Regions from separate parts of the Mus musculus genome. Here regions 1, 2, 3 and 5 are each linked to region 4. A link is a contact called in public HiCAR-type, HiChIP or PLAC-seq and promoter capture Hi-C data. All regions are on one chromosome and are shown on one strand. Each heading gives the region's core, a stretch centred on a gene start, on an enhancer-like site or on the middle of the called end of the contact. The rest is flanking DNA. Distances are from core to core; before and after follow the strand shown.

Region 1 (2,700 bases), core at 182-2,681, 2.3 Mb before region 4:
ATTTTACTTTTATCTTCCTACAGAAACTGAATGGTTAGAACAAATGATTAAGACATAAAAGATTTTTTTTTTTAAAAAACAGAGTATTAAGTGGCAAAATAATGAACAGTAGCTCAAGAGAAGATTCTTCAGAAAAGCTCAGAGTTACCTTCAAGAAGTCTCTGAGAAGAGTACTAATTTCCACATACAACAGAAAGTAAGAGGATACTCACAAGCTTGTTTAAGCCTTCCTAGAAACAAGCTAGAATGTATCTGTGACTTTCAGCCCTGTGTAGGGAAAGGGTAAACATATAAGAACCTGGAAGAAAGCTTTGAAGTGAGCATCCTCTTGAATGGTAGTGTTCTGATCACTTGGGAGAAGAGGGAACAGGCTCTGAAGTCTCACCCTTTCACAAATCACCTTGTTAGGATGGCCAGGTAGAGGTGCTGAATTGGCCCCGGGAGATATCTGGGAAAAAGAGGGAGAAGAAAAGGATAGTTCATGCTGGCCATACTGACATGGAGAACAAGCCTATGAAGGAGAGCTGAGGTTTCGAGTGTGATAGTTCTGTCAGCAGACGGGGCAGGGCAAGAGGAACTTTAAACACAAAATACAGGCTGCACGAACGGTCTCTAGCAATGGAGCTTCTCATACAAAAAGGTTTGAGATAAAAAATATCACAGCTTGGGGAGCTCAAGTCCCTGTTCCCCAAATACCTAGGAATAGTAACCTCTAAAGACCAGACTTCAGGCTAAGACCTGAGGTAAAACACTTAAGTGGAGTGATGAATGTTTACCTACACTGTATTTTTTTCTCAATGTACTTTTAGTGACCTTGGTGAAAAAAGACTTGACAATACTTATGGTAAAAGTTCTATACTATCAGCTGAAAGACTGTGTGTACTTCATGTACAAATGTTACGTTTAACTGAGGATGGCCTGTCCAGTCTATCCAATAAACTTTAGCTACATCTATTCAGTACTAGGGAGGCTGAGGCAAGAACATCCCAAGTTCTAAGCTAACCTGGGCTAGAAATCATGATCTTGTCTCAAGATTTAAAAAAAAAAAAAAAAAAAAGAAAAGCAAATGAAAATCCTCAAACAGTAACAAAAGGCCAAATAAAGGAAACAACACAAAACTAAAGGCTCTGCTAAGGAAATGAAGACAAACTCCTAAGTCTGAAAGTAAACAACTGTAACGTAAAAATCTGGACTGTAGTTTAAATCTCCTTACATTTGTGTAAGTCTGTAGCAATTTAAAACCATGAACAACACTCTTCACTATGTTGTGACAGTGAAATTTTCCTTGGGGACTCCAAGTTTAAAGACTTGTTTATGCTCACACATACAAAAAAAATAAGATAAAATAAAACGTGCTTAACACCGTGTGCTTTTACAGTTTTTTCCCTCAGTCTTAGATCTAAGGGTCTCCTTGGTAACAGGCACTAAACAAAAAAAGGGCGTGGTTTCCTACCTTCTAACAGGCATATGCTAGCAAAAAAAGGAGGGGAAGGTGGAAAGGAAAGAAAAAGAACCAAATCAATCGCTGTTAAGTAAGTTTCTGATGACACTGACACGGAGTGCTCTGCTCTGAGAGCCGGACGGGAGCAGGAGAGTAAGAAAACACAGCTCGGGGCTGGTGAGATGGCTCAGTGGGTAAGAGCACCCGACTGCTCTTCCGAAGGTCCAGAGTTCAAATCTCAGCAACCACGTGGTGGCTCACAACCATCCATAACAAGATCTGACTCCCTCTTCTGGTGTGTCTGAAGACAGCTACGGTGTACTTACATATAATAATAAATAAATCTTAAAAAAAAAAAAAGAAAACACAGCTCTCAGAATGGCAGATAGTAAAAGAGATGCTAGAGAGGAATTTAAGGACATCATAAAGTGAATGCTGTAGTACTGCCATGCTTTGATCATCTCTGACCCATCTGTAACTTTGTTGTCAATGTGGCATAAACCTCATAAACATGGTAAGAACAAAAATACTGCCAAAGACCTACTACCACCCCTCAGAGGTTAATAAAGAGGAATATTTGTTAGTTTACTACACAGTATATTTTGGATATAAACTATAGTTTATCTCTGTATTGCAAACATAATGTGCACTCTTTACACTTATGAGTATGTGAAGAACAGTGAAGAATATTTACTGTTTTCTAAAAGCTAAGAGATATATACATGTTAAGGAACTAAGCTATAAGGATTAAAAAATAAAAATCCCAAAGACCTTATTTTAATTAAAAAGCGACGGTCAACAAGATGGCTCAGTAGGTAAAAGGGCTTGCCACCAACTCTGATGGCCTGGATTAGATTCCTGAAACCCACATAGTGGGTAGAGAAAGAGAATTTACTCCCCAAAGTTTGTCTTATGACCTCCACATGTCATGGTTTAAATGTGTGCCACCCTATTAAATAAGCGTGAAAAGGGGAGGACAGAATGGATGCAAGCAACCAACAGTATGATATTCACGCACTATAAAGCAGGAAATACTGGAACATAACTGAATTAATAAGAAAATAAAAGGTAGATTTGATTCCCAGCACAGCACAGCCGTGCAAGTGGCTTGTGCCTCTGACCAGAGCCCTCCTAAGCAGAGGACTGCTAAGAACTCTAGGCCAGCCTCACATAGTAAGTCCTTTCTCAAAACAATAAAACCAACCCAAAAGAGATAAGACGTATATTTGCCATTCTTGATCTTCATTCAGCAAGGAATG
Region 2 (2,700 bases), core at 118-2,617, 2.0 Mb after region 4:
GTTTTTACCTATTAAGCAAGCATACTCTGTAAGTTTTTTCTTACAATTTTATCAGTAGTGTTTCCAGAGATAAAAGAAAACGGTTCACAAGAAAGAAAAATTGACCCTGTGACATCTTGCATTATCCTCTAGGCACTCTTTCACGTGTGATGATGGGTCGGTCGGTCTGTCTCTAGCAATCTACATCAGACCTCATTCTCAGTAAGTTGTGCCGTATCACTTCAAGTACACTCTCATCAGTCTGCTAGGAAAATTATGAGGGCTAATAACTTTTAAATCTCGACAATTATTTACAGAAACATACTGACAATTTTTTTCCCACTAGGAACTTGGTTAAAGTTCCATTAGATGCTGCTATTATTTCCATTTAAAGATTTTCGTAACACTGGAAGTCAAATAGCTCTACTAGACTAGACCACTTTTACAGCAGTAGATAGTACAAGGAAGCTAACTCCAGCCTCGGAGCCTGAGCTCTCACTGGACTTGATCACCTTTTTGGTAAGCTTGAAAACTCACATACACATACACATACACATACACATGCCTGCTGCAGGTCAGTCTTAATGCTAACCTGAGCGGAAGAAAGACTGCAACTTAAGCAGACTCCCAAGTAGTTTGCCCTGCGGCCAGCCCATTACCTTTCCTCCTTATTTCCAACTATTCCCGCTCTCCAAAAGAAAGGAAGAAATCAAGGAGAGAAAGTAAGCATTGCAGCAGTTGGCCTACGGTGATTCTCTCCAACCCTTCGCGTCTCCAAAGTTCCCCAAATTCGAGGGGGCAGAAAGAGAGGGTCCTCCGTCAAGGGGAGGGGGAGGAGGGCAGCGATCAGATCCGCCCGCCCGTTTTCGAGCTCGCACACCAAAAATGGAAACTCCGTTTGTCTTTTTTTTTTTTTTTCCCAAAGAAAAACCATGGTTCCTATACCTCAGTGGACGTCGAGTGGAGTCTCTGGCCCGACCCCCACACGCCGGCCTAACACCCGCCGAGCCTCCGAATCGGACCGCGGCCGCTTGAGGCGTTTCGGAAGCCCCTCGGCCGGCTCTCACGCTCGGGGTGGGGGGACAGCTAGGACCCCGGCCGCCCTACCCGCCGCCACAGTCCGTCCCTCCGCCTGGGCCTCGCGTGTCCGCGCCCCAGAAGAGCCGTGCAGGACAGACAGACGCCGCTCACCTGAGAGCCCGGACGGACCCGGAACGCGGAGACGCGGCGGAGAGCGAGCGACCGTCAAGCCCCGCAGGAGCACGCCGTGAACCGCCGGCCGCAGGCTTTCCGCTCGCTCCCAGAGCGTGTTTTCAAATCGCCTCGTCCTCACGCGGACGCGTCTCCTTCCGCCGCCCGGAAGTGGGGGCCCTCCCTCGCCGCGCTCACGTGACCGCAGGTCGCAATCGCGCGCAGCCGGAGGGCGGGTCCAGATTTGCACGCCACGCCCCCTCTAAGAGGGGCTGCGCCGGAAGCTGGAGGAAAGAGAGGAGGGTCTAGGGTCCAGCAAGCCGAGTCAGGTCTTCCAGCATCCTTGGCTTGGAGGATGTTGGCTGGTTACAGCTTGAAAGGCGGTCTTCTCCCCCCAAGGACTTCAGTTCTTCAAACCTGGAGCTAGAGAAAAGTATAAACTGAGCTTAATTGAGGAAGGAAAAAGTTTCGGACAGCAAAGATAGCATTTCTGGGAAGGGTAACCTGGACTAAAGGCAAATAGACAAATGCTAAGAGGTTACAAACTATACCTTGTGGCAGAGTCCCGGAAACCTAGGACAGGGTTTTCCCCAATTCAACATTTTCAGCATATAATTAACTTCTACTAATCAAAGTAAGTGGATTTAGAGAAATTTGAGACATTAAAATGCCTACAAAGAAGATGTGAAGAAAGAAATCTTGAAAACAAAACCATCTAAAGATTGACTTAGCCACATATAAGGAAAAGCATACAGATAGAGTGTCAGCCTAGAGTCAAATTTGTCTTTGCAGCTTCCTACATATAAGAACTAGAAAAGCCTAATACCTTATATTGAGGTTCAATATACGAAGTAGGGATAAAACGATAATAACTAAATTCAGGAGACCCAAGCATCAGAATTAAGGTCACACCTCCTCTGTGTTAATGAATAAAGAATAAAGCCAAAAAGCCACCACACAGACAACCTCCCCTCCCCCACCGCACCTGCCTTGGGAGTTGATGACATTATATGTAAAACTATAAAATAAAAAAAAAATTATAAAGGCTTATGCCACCTAGATATGCCCCCTAAACTCCAAAATGCTACCAGCTTATTCAGAACTTCTCCCTTCAGCTTTGCAATGTATATCTATCTCAGTATCAACAAGGACTAAAAGATAACTCTGCACATCCATTCTGAAATATTTTCCTACAACCTCTTCACCTTAAATAGCATCCCATCCTGCCAGTTACTCAAGCCAAACCTTAAAAGCTGGCATCTTTCTGAGACCATGTGGCTTCTAACCCAGGAGAAAAACCAGCTGGCTCTGACTTCCACTATTAATCACCATCTCCCTGGCTACCTTCAAGGTCCACATCACCCCGATCAGAGGAAAGAGCCGGGAACACATTTCTCTCCATCTTAGACCCCATACAGTCTAACATTTGCAGAGCAGTTCTCGGAATATTTTTTTATATATGGCAAAGCATGTCACTATAAAACTCTTCGGTGGTTCCCCATGTCACTTACCCCCCCAAATCTAGAGTCC
Region 3 (2,700 bases), core at 26-2,525, 2.5 Mb before region 4:
AACAGAGTCAGAATCCCAACCCAGCACTAAAAGCTCGTTTAAGTCAGATGAGTACCAGTATCCACTCTACTCCTGCTTGGAAGTGCTAGGATGTGGGAAGTGTATTTGCTGGCCATGGAGAGAGGGAATGGCTGGGGGGTGGGCGTGGGCGGGCGTGCATTTAGCTCTGCGCTAACCTACTGGATACATCTGAGCTCCGTGCTGCAGGGTCTGGCCAGGTGTGGTGGTACAGACCTGACCTACAATGGGAGGTACACCGAGACTCCATCTGACAAACAATAACCTAAAAGTAAAATACATTTAAATTCATAGAAATAGGTACTGCTGGGGGTGTCTGTGGTCACAGCACTAGGGAGGTAGAAGCAGGAAGATCAGAACTTTAAAATCATTCTCGGCTATGTAGGGCACAAAGGTAAAGTCTCACTGTTTAGACCAGGCCAATCTTAACTCACAGAGATCTGCGTGCTTCTGTTTCCCAAGTGCTAAGAATAAAGGCATGAGCCACCATGTCTGGCCCAAATAAATGTATCTTTTAAATATATATGTATCCAGGGAGGGGGAGGCAAAGTGTCCTTGTAATCTGTGAATCATTAACTTTTTATGGTGAGAAAAATGTGTTTTGAATTAACCAGGGGGTCTCGGTTTAGATGACGCCAACATGTGGGGGTGCTGGATCCAAACTCAGGTGGGGAATTTGGGTTGGTCTCAAAGGCAGTGGGGTTCAAGAGGATAGGTCCAAGTCGGGCAGCGGCACCACCCTGGGGCGGTTGGAGTTGGAGGGCCGGAAAGTGTTCAGTTACAACCTGGGGATGCATAGCGGGACAGGGTCCTAAGAAGCTGCGATTGGAGCATGGTGTCACTGGGAAGGGGAAGCAGAACTTTGGGGATCTGGGAGGGGGTGGTGTTGCCAAAGACTGAGTCTGGGAGGTTACCGACCCCTGGTGGCGCCGGAGGGAACCGTACCTCACCAGGCCTTCTCCAGGCGTCGGTCGCGCGGGAACCGTGGGGAACTACAGGGAAGGCGTGGACGCCCCTAGGTCTTGCGCGCGCACTTGCTGCTCTAGGAGACAAGGCACGCTCAGAATCAGCATTCGTATCCACATCTGGACCGCCCTAGCCAGCGGCGGAATCCCACCCGGCCAAATGAATTCTAGGGGTGGCCCCCTGCGCCTCCGCCTGCAGCTGCCTTTGCCTTATAAGGCGGGGCCGGGCGGCGCCGGGGGAGTGGCTGTGGCCGCCCCTGCCCCTCCCGGCCCCGGCCAGCTGCTGGGACCCCGCTAGCCAGCGCAGCGCAACGCAGCCGCAGCGGAGCGGAGGAGCGCACACAGCAGGCCATGGGCAAATCAGGTGAGCCACCCATACGGCCCTCCGGGGAGCGGGGATGACGCCTAGACCCTCGCCGTCACCCTGCCCCATCTGGAGCATGATCCCCTGGGAGCCCCTGGAAAGTCCCTGTCACTCTCGCTGCAATGCGGGATCCCTGGGTGCGGGATGGAGAGCGCGCATAGCAAAGTTCCGAGGAGCGGCTGTTTCTGGTTCAACCAGGGGGTGGGGTGGGTGGCGCGGAGGTAGCGGTAAGAACACCGGCTAGGAGAGAAAGAATGAGGGGAATGAGATGGAGGGTCCCTTTGGCTGCGAGCCAGGGATTGCGTCAGCGAGGGTTTCTAAGCGCTGATGGGGATAGCTGAGCCTGCCTAGGCGTGGCTATGCTTTGTCCAGAGGAAGACAAAGTTACAGTGGGAAAAAGACACCAAACCGTGGCAGCATCCCAGGCTGCGAAGCAACTAGTCTGGTTCCACCCAACTAAAGGCAGCTCTGAGACTCCTTTTCGTCTCCTTCTCGCTCACCTCCTGAGGCCCCTCCGTGCCAGGCTGGGTGCTGTGCAGAGCTACTTCCCCTGTGATCTCTGCCCTGCTGCCGCCCACCCTCACTCCTGTGGCTGTAAAGTTTACGTTTCTGAAAAGCCGTTTTCCTGTCGCTCCTTGTTTTTGTCACCTTCCACCCCATTGTCGGCTCTCTGGCCACTGACAGCACCCCCTCTGCCACACAGCTGCGCTGGCTGGCAGGCAGGCACTCAGGTCCTTTCCCCTCCGTGTCCCGGTCCAGTCTTCACTACTCCCATCATCCAGCCTGAAACCCTTCCCATCCTTCTGTGTTCAACTCCTGTGATAGCAGGGGGTCCCATCCATAATCTCTCCCTCCTCCTTCAGAGGGACAGCCCACACCCTGTGTCATTTGTTGTCACTCCTGCATAGATAAGGGACAGGTGGGCAATAGATCTTCTTGCCTCAGTTTCCTCCCTCGTGGGCATCAAGGCTTCCTATTTATTAGAATATCATCCGTGCCTCATGGGAGGCTCTAAAGCAGAGGCTCTCGACTTTGCTGATGCTACAACCCTTTAATTCAGTCCCTCACCTTCTGGCGACCCGCCTTCCACCATAAAATTACATTGTTGCTACTTCATAACTGTAATTTTGATATTATGATTCGGAATATAAATACTATATGATGTGTGGCCCCCCGGGGGGGGCAGTCACCAACCCCAGGGGGTCGCAGCCCACAGGTTGACAACTACTCAGTGGAGTCAGTGGGCTGTCAGCCTCAGGTGAGGATGGCTGAGTCCCTTCATGGAGCTGTCTATCCTCCAGGACCTAGACTCAAGAGATACATGGGGTGTGTGGTCTTTTGTGACCTGGTCCT
Region 4 (2,700 bases), core at 89-2,588:
GGGCTACTGGTGATGATTAAACCTTAATTCCTCATTTTTTTTCAATTAAGATATCACCAACTTCATAGGGGTTGCCTGAAAGTTAAATGGGACATAACAGCGCAAGCTCTTAAAAGCCAATGCTCGGTGATTGATTATGGAAGCGCTTCAGTAGATTTTTTTTTTTTTTTTTTGAAAAGCTTTTTGCATAGCTCAGTGAAGCCTATCAGGTAATAGTTGGAGATCTTTTGTGACAAGGAGCACAGCACTCCCTTCCTTTCCCCACATTCTCCTGTCTTAGCCTTCCAGACTACCACGGAATTATGAGTGAATCTACACCTATAACTATTCACCTTTCCCCCATAACCTACACATCTTCTTTTCTCTTGAATTATTATTTCTGAATCTGATATATAATCATTTAAAAGTTTGGGCCTCTAAGGCAAAATGGGATGATAGGAAGAGGCTTCTTGCACTAAAATCTTAGGGTAATACCTAGATGATGTTTTTCTCCAGTAAACAGTAATCTTTAGTGCCTCTGGTTAATATCAGAGGTAGGCTCCTCATTTAACACAACGCCGTGTGCTTTAAATCCAGGGACCCTTAAAATTAGACTTTGACAAAGGCTGCCAACCCAGGACTCAACTTAATGGTGACCAAGAATGTATACATCTTCCACGGGTGCCCCAAGAGATAAAAGTCAGAAGGTGGGGACTGAGGCGTCATTAAAATTACTAATGGTTTCCTTCACTAGTGGCTCACATGTTTAAAAACAGTGTTTATGTATAGTTGTTTTCTGTCTCCTTGGCTAGTTTGTAGTTTAAGTACTGATAAAGTTCTAAAGTATATTAAATTTTTTATTTTTAAAAACAAACACGTGCCAAGGGGAAAGTTTCCTGAACTGGGGATGCTCAGATGCGGCGTGGCTTGGGCAAGAGGCTGGAGCTGCCTGCCCCTGCTGATGTTTTAGTACAACACGGCGGGGAAGCGAGCACAGCCTCACCAGGGTCCTCGATGGCACTTCTAACATCACTGGACCTAAAGGCAGCGAGGTCGGGCTATGGGCCTCAAAACTGGGAGGAACAGGGTGAACCCCAAAGCCACAGCCTCTGAGGGCGCCCGAAGGCTCAGGCGAAATTGGGTCCGGGAGAGCCCGGAAGAAGGCGCGAGGCTGAGCCTGCCCGTCGACCTCCAGGAGAGCGCGGGTGCCGGTGGGGGTGGGGGCGGGGGTCCCGGCACCGGAAGGTCTTACATCAGCCAGCCCACGTGCGACCCGAGGGCCAGGAGGCGCGCGCGACCCGGGAGGCGGCGCCGCAGTCCGGGCTGAGCTTAAGGCGGGTCCCGCCCCGCCCTCCGTGCGCCTCCCAAGTCCGCGCTGCAGCCCGGGCTCCCGAGCCGAGCGGCGCCGCGCAGGGCCGAGTGGAGCCGAGCAGCCGCCGCGTCGCGTCGCCGGTTTAAGCGCAGTGCGGGGCCTTGGCCGGGGGCGGCGGTAGTGAGGCCAGAGCCGCGCTCCAGCCCCCTTTTCCCTCCATGGTTTCTCTCCGCTCCCGCGAGTAACTTGGCTCCGGGGGCTCCGCTCGCCCGCACGCCCGCACGCCGCCCGGGGACCACGCCGCCGCCTCCTCCAGCCGCCTCCCTCCGACGGCCCTCGCCGCGCAGGCCGGGTCGCCTCTCCCCCCTCCGCCCCCGCCGCGGAAAGTTAAGTTTGGAGAGGGGGGACGAGGGGAACATGGATATGAAGAGGAGGATCCACCTGGAGCTGAGGAACCGGACCCCGGCAGCCGTAAGCAGAACCCCTCGGGCGCCCGCGCCCCCCGATGACTTGCAAGTAATGGTGGCCACCTGCGGGCCACCGGGCTCCGGCCGCGGCGCGGGGAAGGCGCTGCTCGCAGCTCGGACGGGGACAGGGAAGGCGGGCGGAAGGCGCGGAGGGGGGAGCGAGCGCGCGGGCTTTAACTCTTTGGCGCCCGCGGGCCCCCGCGGCCACGGGGAGGACGGCGGGTGGAGAAGCAAACTTTGAGCCGCTCGCCCGCCCGGTCCTCTCCCGGAGGGAGCGCTCGCGCGTGTGGCCGGCGGCGAGGGCGGGCGCGGGGGTTGTGTAACGCTGGGAGCCATGTTTGCAGCCTCCCGGGATGCGCGGCCGGGCGGAGGCCGGGCCTGCCGAGGCGCCGCGCCGCCGCCAGGCCCGCCGCGGGGCCGGGCCGGGTTCCATGCGCCCCGCGGCCGACAGGGCCTCGCCGCCGAGGAGGGTGTTCGGGTCCCTGAGGGGGGCGCGGAGCCCCCCTCGGGCGCGGCCTGGCGCGGAACGGGGGAGGGGCGGGCCTGGCGGCGGAGGTGGCGCAACCGCCGCCCCTCCCGAGGCCAAGTTTGAAAAAAGGATGCGCTTCCCGCCATTTTTTCAAGCCTAAAAAAATCCAACTTTGCCCCTCCTTTGCCCGGCTCGCCTTCGCCCTCGGCCTTGCCCACGCGGGCTCCCCGGGCCAGCCGGCCCGGCACCGTCACCGCCGCGGTGGCTTCGCCCTCCCCCGCGCCGCCGCCCGGGGCCTTGCCCGAGAGGGAGGCCGGCCCCTCGGTGTGGGCGGCCGGCGGCTCCGCGCGCCAGCCGGGGCGCGCCACAGCGCCATGTTGGCGGGCGCCGTCTTCCTCCGCCGGGTGAGCCGGCCGCCCTCGCGCTGCCTGTCGGTCCCCGGGCTGCCCCCGCCCCGCGGGGCTCGTCTCCGC
Region 5 (2,700 bases), core at 89-2,588, 2.9 Mb before region 4:
AACTTCCAAATCTAGGCTCAGGTAAGTTTATGCCTTGTCCTCCCCCACTCCCCTCTCTTCCCCGAAATGCTAGCTGAGAGCATTCGGCAATTATACTCTAATAGGTAGTCTTTCCCCCCTAAAAGGAGAGAAGAAAAAAAAAGCCGAGAATAGGGGGAAATTAAAGAGGAAATAGAACTGGGAATGGACAGAGGGGGAAAATAAGTGTGTGTGTGTGTGTGTGTGTGTGTGTGTGTGAAGAGAGGGAGGTAGAGAGAATGAGAGACAGACAGACAGAGACAGACACAGAGAGACAGAGACAGAGAGATGAAAAGGGAAGAGAAGGGGGCTCCTGGAAGACACACAAGGAGCTCACAGCCGTTACTCACCTATGATTTGCGGTGTGGGAAAAGACAGGTGGAGGAACTTTGGTTTGCTCTGGGGGCGGAGGATGAGATAAGGTCTTATTGTGTAGATCGGATTGGCCTTGAACTAGTTCTGCCCTTTACCTTCTTCTTCCTCCGAGTTCTGGGATTTCAGGTGTGTGCGCCACCGTGCTTGGCTCTAAGCCAGGAACTTTAGACAGGAAAGAGAGATGAGTGGGAAGGTGGGTGAGTAAGGGAAAAAGAACGATGATTTGGATCTCAAACTGAAGCCGTGCCTACAGACCCTAGTTTGCAAACTATCGGTAGGGCTACTGATGGCTCCTGCAGTGATGGTGGCGGTGGCGGAGTCCCAGCTGGTGGTAGTCCACTGTGCTTCACACCAGCCTTGCTACATTCCTTTCTATTACGTGCAACACTCTTGTAAGACATCCGGGGCTGTGAGGCCCCCTGCCAGAGCGGGAGGGAATATTTTTTTATTCTGGGCACTGGGAAGGGACTGGGCTGTAAGAGTGGGCTTATTAATTCTTCTCATTTATGCAGGGGGTGGCCACAGTCATTGGAGCTATGGAGGTAAGACACGGCCGGCTACACAGACCCAATCTGGGAGCCCAGCCCTGGTGATCTGCCGCACCAACATTCCCAGTAGTAGCCCTAGACTGGACCCAGGTCCTACTCTATGGCCCCCCTCCCGCGCCCCGCACTCCCCCACGCCAGTCCCTGGAGCGCCCCCCCTTCCTCCCACCCCAAGCGTCCTGACTCCACCCCTCACTTATCCTAACGGTTCTTGTCCAAATCGCTAGACTTCTTGCACCTTTTCCTCTCATCCCAGGCACCCTACTCTGGCCCCAGGTGTCCCCAGCCTGTGCTGGCCGCTTTCAGTCCCCGGTAGACATCCGCCTGGAGCGCACCGCATTCTGCCGCACTCTGCAACCCCTGGAACTTCTGGGTTATGAGCTCCAGCCTCTCCCGGAACTGAGCCTATCCAACAATGGCCACACGGGTGAGGTGTCTGGGGCGGGACCTATGGAGGGGAGTGGCAATCAAGCTGTGCACTTAGGAGTTCTGCTGGTGCTCACGCTCACGTGTGGGTAGACTTCTCACTTGCCACTCCCCACGCAGTACAGCTGACTCTGCCGCCGGGGCTGAAGATGGCTCTGGGACCTGGGCAGGAATACCGGGCCTTGCAGTTGCATCTACACTGGGGAACTTCAGATCACCCAGGCTCAGAACACACAGTCAATGGTCACCGTTTCCCTGCTGAGGTGGGGACTGGGCTGTCCCAAGAAGAAGCAAGAGGGTATGATCAGAGGTCTGGCCACTATCTGATCCTTCCATCCTCTCTAGATCCACGTGGTGCACCTCAGTACTGCTTTCTCCGAACTTCATGAAGCCTTGGGCCGCCCAGGAGGCCTGGCAGTTTTGGCTGCCTTTCTGCAGGTACCCTATTTGACATTCACGTCCTGTGGGTTCATGCATCTGGCTAGCAGAGACACCATTCCAAGCACAAGCGCAAGCTGGTCAATTAGCTCTCAGCCCCATTCACTCCTTTGTTCATTCACTCAGCACCAGCAGGGAACCAGGAAGCAGACTAACACAAGGCTTCCTTTAGGAGGAAGGCTGTCTTGACAGTCATAAGTGACGAACACGGAAAAAATAATGGCCACAGAGGAGGCGAAACTTAAATCTTTCACTGATGGGAAACAAGGAGGAATACTGCACAGAGAGAGGTCAGCGTGAGCAAGGCTGGAGTATGGACCAGTTAGGGAGTGCCACAGCAACAAGCTATGCCCTGGGAAGAGCCATTTCTCTGCTGCTTCTGTGGCCCCTCACTTCCCCTTCATGAAGTGCAGTATTCAGTGACCTCTTTGTACCTGTAATAATCAAGAACGTACACTCCAAGGTGGGAGGAAGCCAGGAAGTGAGGACGCCTATGAGACTTACCAGTGTGACATTCACAGCACAAAGTTCAGGGAAGTTCCTCAGGAGCAGGCGGGCAGGCGTGAGTTATTAAAGTGAACGCAAAGGCAGTACAAGTATAACATACATGATGGTCTTCTTCAGGAAACCACGGCGTGTGTGTGTGTGTGTGTGTGTGTGTGTGTGCGAGAGAGAGAGAGAGAGAGAGAGAGAGAGAGAGAGAGAGAGAGAGAGAGAGAGTGTAAATAGTGATGAGTGAAACGATGGACCTAGATCTTGAGGGCCAGGCAGCCTGGGAAACTTTCTCCCCTTCAGTTTGCCATTGCTAATTCATTTGCAAAGCAAGAGTAATAGAACTTGAATAAGATTGTATATTCCCCAGCATCCTTAGAGGTGAGGAACGGGGAAAGACTATGGG

The links. Promoter capture Hi-C pulls out the DNA fragments that hold promoters and counts their contacts. HiCAR-type assays count read pairs that join an accessible place to other places. HiChIP or PLAC-seq counts read pairs in DNA pulled down with a chosen protein or histone mark.
Region 1: a contact with region 4 is called in an H3K27ac HiChIP or PLAC-seq map of thymic regulatory T cells, with 10 times the contacts expected there. The contact joins the enhancer-like site here to the promoter of Anp32b in region 4. A contact is called at or near these places in 3 of 39 promoter capture datasets (hippocampal neurons, liver and pre-B cells) and 2 of 115 datasets of contacts at active chromatin or transcription factors (large pre-B cells and thymic regulatory T cells).
Region 2: a promoter capture Hi-C map of pre-B cells shows a contact between it and region 4, with 2.9 times the contacts expected there. The contact joins the promoter of Tex10 here to the promoter of Anp32b in region 4.
Region 3: a HiCAR-type map of astrocytes shows a contact between it and region 4, with 5 times the contacts expected there. The contact joins the promoter of Glipr2 here to the promoter of Anp32b in region 4. A contact is called at or near these places in 2 of 115 datasets of contacts at active chromatin or transcription factors (astrocytes and bone marrow-derived dendritic cells).
Region 5: a contact with region 4 is called in a promoter capture Hi-C map of pre-B cells, with 5 times the contacts expected there. The contact joins the promoter of Arhgef39 here to the promoter of Anp32b in region 4.

The regions. Positions count from the first base shown.
Region 1 is chr4:44,158,605-44,161,304 of GRCm38.p6, forward strand. The region is part of intron 2 of Rnf38 (ring finger protein 38); the gene reads right to left. Among named protein-coding and RNA genes, the nearest start is that of Mir5106, 61 kb to the right of the region's middle. Within about 2 kb of position 1,432, at least 26 of the 459 cell types and tissues checked have an H3K27ac peak or open chromatin away from gene starts, as enhancers often do. A contact at or near this core is called in thymic regulatory T cells, where this site is marked.
Region 2 is chr4:48,472,096-48,474,795 of GRCm38.p6, forward strand. Tex10 (testis expressed gene 10) reads right to left here and starts at 1,368. Exons shown (of 15, transcript NM_001355740.1): 1 at 1,171-1,368.
Region 3 is chr4:43,956,427-43,959,126 of GRCm38.p6, forward strand. It overlaps Glipr2 (GLI pathogenesis-related 2), which reads left to right and starts at 1,276. Exons shown (of 5, transcript NM_027450.3): 1 at 1,276-1,347. The coding sequence starts at 1,335. It overlaps Gm30377 (a long non-coding RNA gene), which reads right to left. Exons shown (of 4, transcript XR_881223.2): 2 at 964-1,060.
Region 4 is chr4:46,449,588-46,452,287 of GRCm38.p6, forward strand. Anp32b (acidic (leucine-rich) nuclear phosphoprotein 32 family, member B) reads left to right here and starts at 1,339. Exons shown (of 7, transcript NM_130889.3): 1 at 1,339-1,762. The coding sequence starts at 1,709.
Region 5 is chr4:43,507,409-43,510,108 of GRCm38.p6, forward strand. It overlaps Arhgef39 (Rho guanine nucleotide exchange factor (GEF) 39), which reads right to left and starts at 1,339. Exons shown (of 12, transcript NM_001013377.3): 1 at 1,177-1,339; 2 at 369-555. It overlaps Car9 (carbonic anhydrase 9), which reads left to right. Exons shown (of 11, transcript NM_139305.2): 2 at 906-935; 3 at 1,195-1,365; 4 at 1,485-1,627; 5 at 1,710-1,802.